2 separate regions of the Mus musculus genome follow, and region 2 is linked to region 1. The links are chromatin contacts, called in public HiChIP or PLAC-seq maps. All regions are on one chromosome and are shown on one strand. The core of a region is the stretch at or near the end of the contact, and the rest is flanking DNA. Distances in the headings are between cores, read along the strand shown.

Region 1 (4,973 bases), core at 1,110-3,609:
ACATATTATATGCTTCCCATTTTACACAAAGAACTAAAGTCCAAAGTTACTTGCAAAAGGGAGACTGAGCAAAAAAAATTTTCATCTAAAGATTTTGTTTGTTGGTTGGTTTGTGCCATCTTGACACAAACTAGAGTCTCGTGGGAAGAGATAATTTCAAATGAAGAATTGCCTCAATCAAATTGGTGTGTGTGTGTGTGTGTGTGTGTGTGTGTGGTGTGTGTGTGTGTGTGTGTGTGTGTGTGTGGTGTGTGTGTGTATGCGTGCGAGTGCATGAACAACTTTTCTGGATTAATGATTGATGTGGGAGGACCCAGCCACCTTTGGACAGGTGTACTGTGTTGCATAAGAGAGCAGACTGAGCAGCCATGGGGAACAAACCAGTAACAGCTTTCCTTCCATGGTTCTATCTCTTCTGCTTGAGAGTCTCCCTCAACGATGTACTGTAAGCCCAAATAAGGGCTTTTCTCCCCAAGTAGCTTTGGTCATGGCATTTATTACAGAAACAGAAAGCAAACTAGAACATTCTAGAACTCCAAAGACTTTGAGCCCACTTCTACTGTGTTGGCCAGTGTGATCATTCCTGTGTCTGTATTCAATGCCCCAAAGCAGAGTCCCGGGCTTTTCCCTTTATCTAGAAGCTTTGCACTAAATCTGTCAGTTCTCTCAAGTCTGTAGTACTGAAGCCATTATAGATACGCGAGGCTCTCTTAGATAGTCAAAGGCTACTTTTGTAATGGAAATCTGAATGGCAACTCCATTGTGCAGCATCTCCAAGCCAGTATTCAGGACTAGGTTCCTGTACATTACTAAGGCTCGCTAACAGAGTCAGAAATACTTGGTACAGTTTTCTACAAATAGGAACAACAAAAGAAAACCAAAACAGCTTTCTAAAATGGGACCAGATTTACCAACATTTTGTCTATGTGTAGAAGATGGGCTTGAAAATTAAGGAGATCAGACATCGACTACAATATTCTCTGAGAATTCACTCATAGTGTCAATGCAAAACTCATTTAGACAAGATGTTAAAAAAATCTCTTTACAAAGGAGAGAGCTATGGGATATAGGAACTATCTATTGTAAAAATAGGGAGTAAAGGGCTTTTAACAATGCTAACTGATGGGCTGATGCTTAGAGTGACTAGGGTTATTGTATCAACAAGTCCCTGGAGACTCTTAGAGACAGATGACTGACATATATACTATCCTATCAAGGCTGAACATGGTGCCTCTTAAACTAATGGTGTTCCAAAGTGTGTTAATGGTCTTTACTTAACATCTATTGGGAACATCAATATGTGAATGTACTACTAAAGGGAGGAAAGCCATGTAACATTTTATTTTTTCCAAAGAACTTTTGCCTCCAGAGAGCCAGAAAGTATAAAGAATACTGTTTATATTCCTACTCCAGGCTCTGGATATTGAACTGTGATGAGTATAAACCTGGAATGTATCTTAGAAAGACCACATAGTACCAGGAGTTTCCGAAGTTAACGCATCTAGTCCCCACAAAAGCCTTGGTACATAAGTATTACCATAGCCTCCCATTGTACACTTAATAAACCTGAAACACAGGTGGGGGAATGGGGTGTTAAGGAATTGCTCAGGGTGATAATTTGTATGTGGTAGAGCCAGAAACTAACCCTCAGCAGCCTGGCTCTACAGTCTATGTTGTTAACTTCTTTCTGTCACAGTGACAATATTGCCCTCGCCCAGGGATAGCTAAGGACGGTTTCCCTCCTTGAATCTCTCTAACTCTCTCATATTGTGTATGGCAGCATCATGGATGGACATGGAACATGTACAGTGTAGGTCTCTGGTTCCACAAACAAATCTCCTTCATATGATCTCCAGGAAAATGTTAAAGAGTCAGATGTGAGTGACATCACACACTTCACATTGCATAGTTATATATAACTTTGGGCATGGTAATGAAGGTAAATCAGAGAGGGAATTTTTTTTTTGGACTAAGTCTCAAAAGCAAGATTAACACTAAAGAGATGACTTAGTGATACTGCTCTTCCAGAGGACATGAGCTCAATTCCCAGTCTCCACATCAGGCAGCTCATACCAGGCAATCACCTAAAGTAACTCCAGCTCTAGGGGCACCTGATGCCTCTGGCCTCCACAAGCACACGTACTTAATGTGCACATCCCCACCATACACACACAGTTAATTAAAAAATAAAAAAGAATCCTAAAGAAATAGCAAGATTAGCAGAATTAGGTCCTGGAGGACTTGAGAGCTCTCAGCCATATGCACTACATGAGTACTTTTTCTAGTAGATTCAGTGCATAGAGCGGCCTATTTACAAAAGGGGAAGAGTTTATGGGGTTTCTTTTTTTCCTAAAAGAGAAGTAGAAGCTCTAAAAAAAAATGTTTACCATGAGGAAGTCACATAGAACCTTCAGAGTAATCTACCCTCACATATCACAGCCATTTTGCAAAGAGAGGTCCTACCTACACAGGGAGCTGCTGTCCAGAGCACACCCACAAACCACAAATTCCCATCGCTGTCCAAAGCTCAGGTTTTCATCAAGTCTGGGGCTGAGAGATAGCAGGCTCTGACCTGCATCAGTGCTGCCTTATAGCAGAGGTCCCTCTAGCCTGGCTGCCACTGACACTATGCTAAACATGAGAACAGAAACTGAGAGGTACTGGGAAGGGGGAGGAATATCTGTGCTACTGCAAATGTCCAAAAGCCACCCTAACTTAGGAGTTTATAACTGCAAATCATCTCAGCTCACCAAGGGTCTGTCATACCAACAGTTCAAGTAGACAACTGTTACCTCTGCCACACCTGCATGAGTCCCTCCACCCCAGGAAGTCAGTCATACCCATCAGGCTAAGTATCATCTTGAGGACTTAGCAACGTGTAGCCTATAGTTCCTGAAGTCATGGCTGCTGTAGCCTTGAGAGACATGAAAAAGCAAATCCTCATGGACTTCTACTTATGCCCTCACTCCTAGCACTCTCTGTGGACAGTGGGCAGAGGCTTGAGCTCTTCTGTAATGAAACTCAAGTTCACATTTTAATTAATCCAGTCTGTTGATTGTTTCAGTCTTGTCCGAGCCCTGACACCACTCTAACCCCCAACAACAAAGAACTGGGAAGAAGCTCTTGACTCTGAGTTTCAGATGTCATTTGGGAAGTATCCAGTCACCAGTTCACTGGCTTAAAGTATCAAATCTGGATCACAAAGGTCAAATCAAGAAATCATCTTGCTCCTTAACTTGGTAATATTCTAAATACTTTACAAATCACTGCAGGGAACGAAACACGGCAGGTGTTGATGGAACATAAATACTCTGATCACAAGAGGAAAAGGATAAAAATACTAATGTGGAAAATATCTTCTTGTTTTGAAACAAACTATACAGTAGCAAGGAACAGCCCTGGAGAATAAGGCATACAGAAAGCTTGGCAGCAATGAAAGGAGGAGGAAACAGCAGCAATACTTGCATTTACTATTCAGGTCACTACAGAAGGAGGAGAGCGGGGGAGGAAATCTCTAAAGAAGACACTTTGGAAGTATAAGGTAGGAAGGTGCACACCAAAACCAAGTCACCAATACCATGTGTAAAGATTTGGAATGCAGCCATAAAAGCCCGATACACACATGCAATGTATAAATTGGAAACTGTGTACTAAAGCTTCTTATCTATTAAGGGAACGAACAGTTTACATGTTGCTGTGTTATGTGAGTAGAGTGTGTGGCATGTCAACCCTTCCTCTCCCAATATTCCATGTTAAGTTAAATCAGTGATGGGGCTCAAGGGGGTGGGAAGGGTCGGGGGAAAAATCCAAGAGAAAGAAAGTTTTAAAAAAATCTCCGCCTCAGCAAAAGTTTTCATTAAAATTTTAGACAAATGATCCCTGTGTCCTTCTCTCTTGCTGCCTGGGGCTCCATGCTATTTCTATGCAAATAACAACCTCGTGGTTTATATCTTATTATTTCCACCGGAGCTGCAACGACATGACCTGAGACGCGTAAGAGGTGGGATGGGGGGGGGGGGATGGAAAGGAGAGAGAGAAAGGCAGAAAGGGAGAGAGAGATGGAGTGGGTGTTCACTCAAGTGTGAAAAAATATTGTCAGGAGTGAGCGTCAAGAACAAAAAAAAATTGCAGGGATAACGTGTTTATTTCAGTCCCGCCACCCCTCCCCACCCCCACCCCTTGCAAACAGGCACCTTTTAAAATTCATTGGGCATCGGGCGATCACGCACAATCCATCTGCTCGCACTTTATCATTTGCATTTCATGCCTCCTGGCTTCTGATGTGCTGATACTTTGATGCAGTCAGGAGACTCGCATTATCATTATTTCAATTTCCAAAGAGGTCAACGGGATCAGCACTTGCACACACAAAATCTTTTCTCCCCTATAACCTCTGTGCACCCCTTTCTTATTCTTCACCCCAATGTTTAACATAACGGATAAAGACTCCAAAAGGTGAGCACTAGATGTTTACAGTCTAAAACTGTATATAAGCCTGCATATACTGCCTACATTTCCACTCTACACATAGGTACACAGATACAGTGACCACAATGGTCAGGGCTTAAAAAGCAAGCTGTACAGTGCTTCAAACACACAAAGACTTTCTCACACGTGGACACTCGGGGAGGAGTGCATTCAGAAAAAGAAAGGAATCTACAAGCAAGACCTAGAAACAAAGAGAGATCAGCTCATATAGAAAGATGTAGACGAAGAGTGCCTAGCACAGTCCAGGAGTGAGATGGAAAGAAACTCGCAGAGAGAACGGTAAGCAGAGGCTGGATAGATAGACAGAGTAAGCATGCATGTGAGATGCTAGCATTCAGGAGTGAGCCAGAGGCAGCAATCTGAGCTGGTGCTCTCTGATAGCTTCCCTTTTCATTCCTGATAAGCAATGGAGCTGAGAGGACATTCTTAATGAATTTGCATGAAATTGGGTGTCTTCCAGCAACAAGACTTTGTAGTTAAGAGGT
Region 2 (4,973 bases), core at 1,411-3,910, 530 kb before region 1:
AGGATACGCCCCCGTTTTAGGTTATCAGCGTGGTTTGGATTGATTTCTTTACCTATCTACCCATAACCATTCCAAGGAAAAGAGCCACCAAATCACAAAAAGGGCGTATCAGGAAGAGTCCTGGGATACTCTGAAGAGTCCCTCACTAGAAGCACTGCAGTCTTTCTTCAGACAGGCAAGAGGGAAAGTGCTCAGTTACTTGGGCTTGAGGGATTACCTGCTGGAGCATCGTGCTTCAGTGTGGTCGGCCAGAGTTCTGTGTCACCGACACAGAGTGCTGTCTGTCAACCTGGTCATGAGGCCATCCTTCCAGCAGAAGACTCAGGAGTGTGGGAATCGCAGCCGAGTCATCTTGAAACCTGTAGCGTGAGACAGAAGACAAGGGCCACACACAGGTGAGGGCCTCTCTGGGATGACTCAGTCCTGCTCCTCCCACCAAGCGGGAGCATCCCAAATGAGAACCAGGCAGGCCTGGGCAGAGAGGGAGAGACTGTGCATCCCCTTGCCAATTAGGAAGTAAGACTCCTTTGCTGAGAGCCTCCAGAGACTACCTGGGATACTTTCTGATGTTTCTCTTACAGCAAAAGGCCAGGGGCAGTTTTAAGGGAAGTAAGTGATGGGCAGGGGTTGCAGAATCTTCTGGGTCAGTATGTCATGGAGAATGAAGAGATAGCCTTGGCCCTATCATCAGCATTAGACAGAAATACCCCCAACATAAATGTAGCCAGCAGCTGAGGGAGAATAGGCCTGGTGTCAACTACTGATGTCCCTAGGAAGCTGCCATATGAGAAGGGAATTGGTATGTGACCCCAGGGCAACCCTACTGCCCAAATTTTCTCCTTGAAAATAGGGGTAGTTAAATGTACCTTACATGGAGAGGTTATGAAGGCCAATGACGTCAAGGTTTGAAAGCACAGTACAAGTCTGAGTATCATATCATTGTCTAGGAACAATTAGTGTTATGCATGGGGCTGATGGTTCATTTGGAGACATTAAACAGATAGGGAACGCCCACTGCCCAACAGACGAGATTGAGACTGGTGGCATGTGCCTGTAATCTCAACATACAAGAGGCTGAGGCAGGAGGATCTCAGAGTTTGCGTCTTGTCTGGGCTATACTGTAAGACCTTATCTCGAACAAACAAGGTGAGACCAGGAAAGAATCTATTTGAGAGTACCTGTATGAGGACAGTATCTGAAAACTGGTGAGCTTCAGCCAGACTCGGGAGTGTCCCAGACTCCCATCCCTGCCTAGCAATGAGGCGTGAGGATGAGGGACATCTATAACGGATTGATGAGTCAATCCCGATACAGACTTTTTGAAGCTTTGAACACACCTAGTCTCCAAAGAAGCAGGACCAGGGATGGCCATGAAACAGGGAGAGGTAAAATTCAAGAAGAAAAGGGAATCAGGGCTGGGCTAGGCAATATCACTGTGTACACTGTACCCCATCACCCAAGGGTCTCTGGAGACTCAACTGGAAGCTGATCTTGAGAGGGAGGCCAGTCAGGAGACCACAACAGCGCATTTAAGTTAGAATCCAAAGCTCACAACCTTCTTAGAATATATTACAGGAGCTAAGCCTCATTTTTATACAATTGCCAATGGTATAATACCATACCACAAAGCGCAAAATTATGGCTCGTACGGGCGAGACCTGCGAGAGAGCTTGGTAAATGCTGGTTATTACTTTGCAGCGTCAGCTCCTGGTTGAAGTCAAATCAGATCAAAGCAGTTTTCTCCAGTTCTCCTGCTCCCTCCTCTTCGTGGTTACCACCAAGAATTTCTGGAAAGGGTGTGACCACAGTAGGCAGAGGAGAGTAATGAGTATGTGAAGGACCAACCAAGTCAAGGCAAGTGGTAACCAGATTGCCACCCTCTCCGCCTCTGCTTCGGATTTCTTTTTGTAAGAAGTACAGAAGGAGGGCTATAAGGAAAAGAGCTGGGTCCTGGGGGGTGAGGATGGGGGCTCAGCCTGCTTTGCTCCAGATTCCTGGACGGATCCAGCACTTCCAGCACTGGCAGCGTGCCCAAGGTGCCCAGGGCCGGGATACCACTCCGGAAGCACCTGGTACTGAGAGAACGCGTCCTTTCTGGGAAGGTGGCTATGACCCTAGTCAAGGGCGCAGTTTCCTTAAGTCTCTCCCGCCGTCCCTGGGTAGAACAAGGAAAGAGACGTCCAGCCTCGGTCAGCCAGAAACACCCCCTTTCCGGCCCCCTGCTGGCAAGCTGAAAAGTGACCGTGAAGGTCCTTGCCCTGGGCAAAAGCCACGAGCTGTGTGTTACCTCCTCCTTGGTCATAAGAGGGTAAAAAGAGAAATGCTGAATTAGAAAGTGAGACGCCTCCTTCTGTTTTAGCTGAGCGACTCACCGACCTCCCTACCTCCTCAGGCGGTGTGGGATTTTGGATCTAGGTGGAGAGTGGCACTCACCGGTCCCACGGCCCGGGCGCCCAGCGTGGTAGTCCCAGCCCAGGCCGATTGGAAGGGCGGGTGGGCAGGGTGAGGCAGCGGGAAGAGCCCGTGGAGGAGAGAGAGCGCGGGAGCGGCCGGGAGAGAAAGCCGGGAGCTCCAGGCCGCCTGGCGGAGCACTGCAACCGCGGCTCGATGGCCCGGAGCCCGCCGGCTCCTCCCCAGGGGCGGGGCGTGCACACGCGGCGCGGGACGCACGTGGCCCGTCCCAGGCCGCCGGCTCCGGCTAGCGGGCTGTTCGCGAGGTGAGGTCTATTGAGTCCGGGGTGTGAGGTGTGGCGTTTCCGTGGCCTCCCGAGTTCTGGGTGGGAAAGTGCGGTTCCCGAGAGCCCTTGCGCTGCTCTGCTGCAGGTCGCGGTGCCCGAGGCTGACGCGGGCTCCGGGGACCCTCTACCTAACCCGCCTCGCCCTGGGGCGGAGGGGAGACGCCCCTCCCACGGACCCGCCGCGCGGCTAGGTCTGGAGAGCACCCGGCCCAACCCAGCTCAAGACCCTGAAGGGCGTGGGGAGTTCGGCGGGGTGCGGACTGTTGCCATCCCCGGCGGGGGCGCGCGGAATCTGCGGTCCCGGAAGAACAGGCTGAGCCGCGACGGCCGGAAGCGCGGCTCGCGAGGCGGAAGCGGAGGGTGCCCGCAGTTTGCGGTGGGAGCCTGTTCTGTCCACGCCGGAGACCCTCAGTCGTGGGCAGGGCGTGGTTGTGGCCAGGTCTGCCAGGAAAAAAACTTAAAAGGCCAAAAGAGCAGGGCCACTTACGGTGAGGTGCTGGTGTATTGTCAGGGACATCAATTCACATCTGACTGTCGGATGTGTTCTCTCAGGGTGCAACTTTTCAGACATTAAAATGTGACAGGTTTTAGGTTGCATTAAAAAGAAGCCACTGGCGCTGGTATGCACTGTGCATCCATTCTGTCCACCTGCTTCTTAATCTGAAAATATGGCTGTGTGTAAAATAGGAAAAGAGCAACCCGAGGCTCATGCATTCTTTATGTACCCAATGTTGAAACCAAGGGCCCTAACTCTAAAATACATTTACAACTTCTCTCTCTCCCTGAAGTCGTCCCCCCCCCCCCCCACACACATGGTTTGTTGGTGGTGGTGGTGGTTTTTAGACTTATTCATTATGTATACAGTGTTCTGCCTGCATGCCAGAAGAAGGCACCAGATCTCGTTATAGATGGTTGTGAGCTACCACATGGTTGCTGGGAACAGAACTCAGGACCTCTGGAAGGGCAGCCAGTGGTAGCACATGCCTTTAGGTATTGCAGGGGATCGGGGAGGTAGGTGGATCTCTGTGAGTTCAAGGCCAGACTGATCTACATATTAAGTTTCAGGATACATGGCCAGACACTGTCAAAACCCAACAAACAAAAAGAGCTGGGCAGTGATGATTTTAATCCCAGCACTCTCATGGCAGAGGCCTGAATTTGAGACCAGTCTGGTATGCAAAACAGTTCCAGGACAGCCAGGGCTACACAGAGAAACTGTCTCAAGGAAACAAACAAAAACAAGACACAGTTGTTTGGGAGCTAAGCAACTTTTGTTTTGAATTTGCCTTATATTGAAGATAAAACTGTGTACTAGAACTTTCATACTTTTCGTGTGTCACTGTTGACTTCTTCCTATAATCTTAGGTTCTAGGAGAGTCAGGACAGTTCTGTCCATGAATTGAAACCAGTAGGGCTTGAAGTTCTGTTCTGCCCACATGTGTGTCTGTATGAAGGTGTCTGATACCTTGAAACTATAGTTACAGACAGGTGTGAGCTTCCGTATGGGTGTTGGGAATTCATCCTGTGTCCCCCCGAAGGGCAGCCAGTGCTCTTAACCGCCGAGTCATCTCTCCAGCCCTTAAACTTTTGTTTAAACAAGAAATATGTAAATTCAAGTTAGGCACATAGGTTTTTACTGAATTCACAACAATGTTGTGTTCTTCAAATCCATTCTTTTGTTCTTGTTTCCACAGGAAGGAAGAAAATGTCTCAAAAGCAGCTGAAGGAAGCCTTTGTCAGGAACCTCAGTGGGACCAGTGTGCTGGAAGTGACCCAGGGCCTGTGCTTTCCTGCCTTCTGTATCCTGTGTAGAGGCCTTTGGATCATCTTCTCACAGCACGTATGCTCTTTCTCAAACACCTGGAGCACACGATTCCTCATGGACTTTGTTGTCTTGATAGTCCCCCTAGTGATCACTCTGACTGTATTGTCTTCCTTTATCCTCCTCGAGAATCTCACTGTGATTGTCTGGGGGGCATGGCTGTTGTATCAGATATACCACAGGAGGACTTGCTACGCCAAAGTGCCTGTCCAGAAAGTCTTTGCAAACTTCTTGAAAATCAGCCTAGAATCTGAGTACAATCCCGCAATCACCTGTTACCGGGTCATTAACAGCGTATTTACGGCTATTGCCATTTTGGCCGTGGATTTCCCACTTTTCCCTAGAAGATTTGCCAAAACTGAACTTTATGGGACAGGAGCAATGGATTTTGGAGTAGGTGGCTTTATTTTTGG

Evidence for each region. HiChIP or PLAC-seq counts read pairs in DNA pulled down with a chosen protein or histone mark.
Region 2: a contact with region 1 is called in an H3K4me3 HiChIP or PLAC-seq map of bone marrow-derived macrophages, with 3 times the contacts expected there. The contact joins the promoter of Pigw here to the enhancer-like site in region 1. A contact is called at or near these places in 3 of 39 promoter capture datasets (the C10 cell line, hematopoietic stem and progenitor cells and liver), 1 of 115 datasets of contacts at active chromatin or transcription factors (bone marrow-derived macrophages) and 1 of 9 other capture datasets (liver).

The regions. Positions count from the first base shown.
Region 1 is chr11:84,348,882-84,353,854 of GRCm38.p6, reverse strand. All of the region lies in intron 43 of Acaca (acetyl-Coenzyme A carboxylase alpha), which reads right to left. Among named protein-coding and RNA genes, the nearest start is that of Acaca, 160 kb to the right of the region's middle. Within about 2 kb of position 2,359, at least 44 of the 459 cell types and tissues checked have an H3K27ac peak or open chromatin away from gene starts, as enhancers often do. A contact at or near this core is called in bone marrow-derived macrophages, where this site is marked.
Region 2 is chr11:84,877,972-84,882,944 of GRCm38.p6, reverse strand. Pigw (phosphatidylinositol glycan anchor biosynthesis, class W) reads left to right here and starts at 2,660. Exons shown (of 2, transcript NM_001077636.1): 1 at 2,660-2,717; 2 at 4,433-4,973. The coding sequence starts at 4,444. It overlaps Myo19 (myosin XIX), which reads right to left and starts at 2,775. Exons shown (of 25, transcript NM_025414.4): 1 at 2,434-2,775; 2 at 218-359. The coding sequence starts at 229.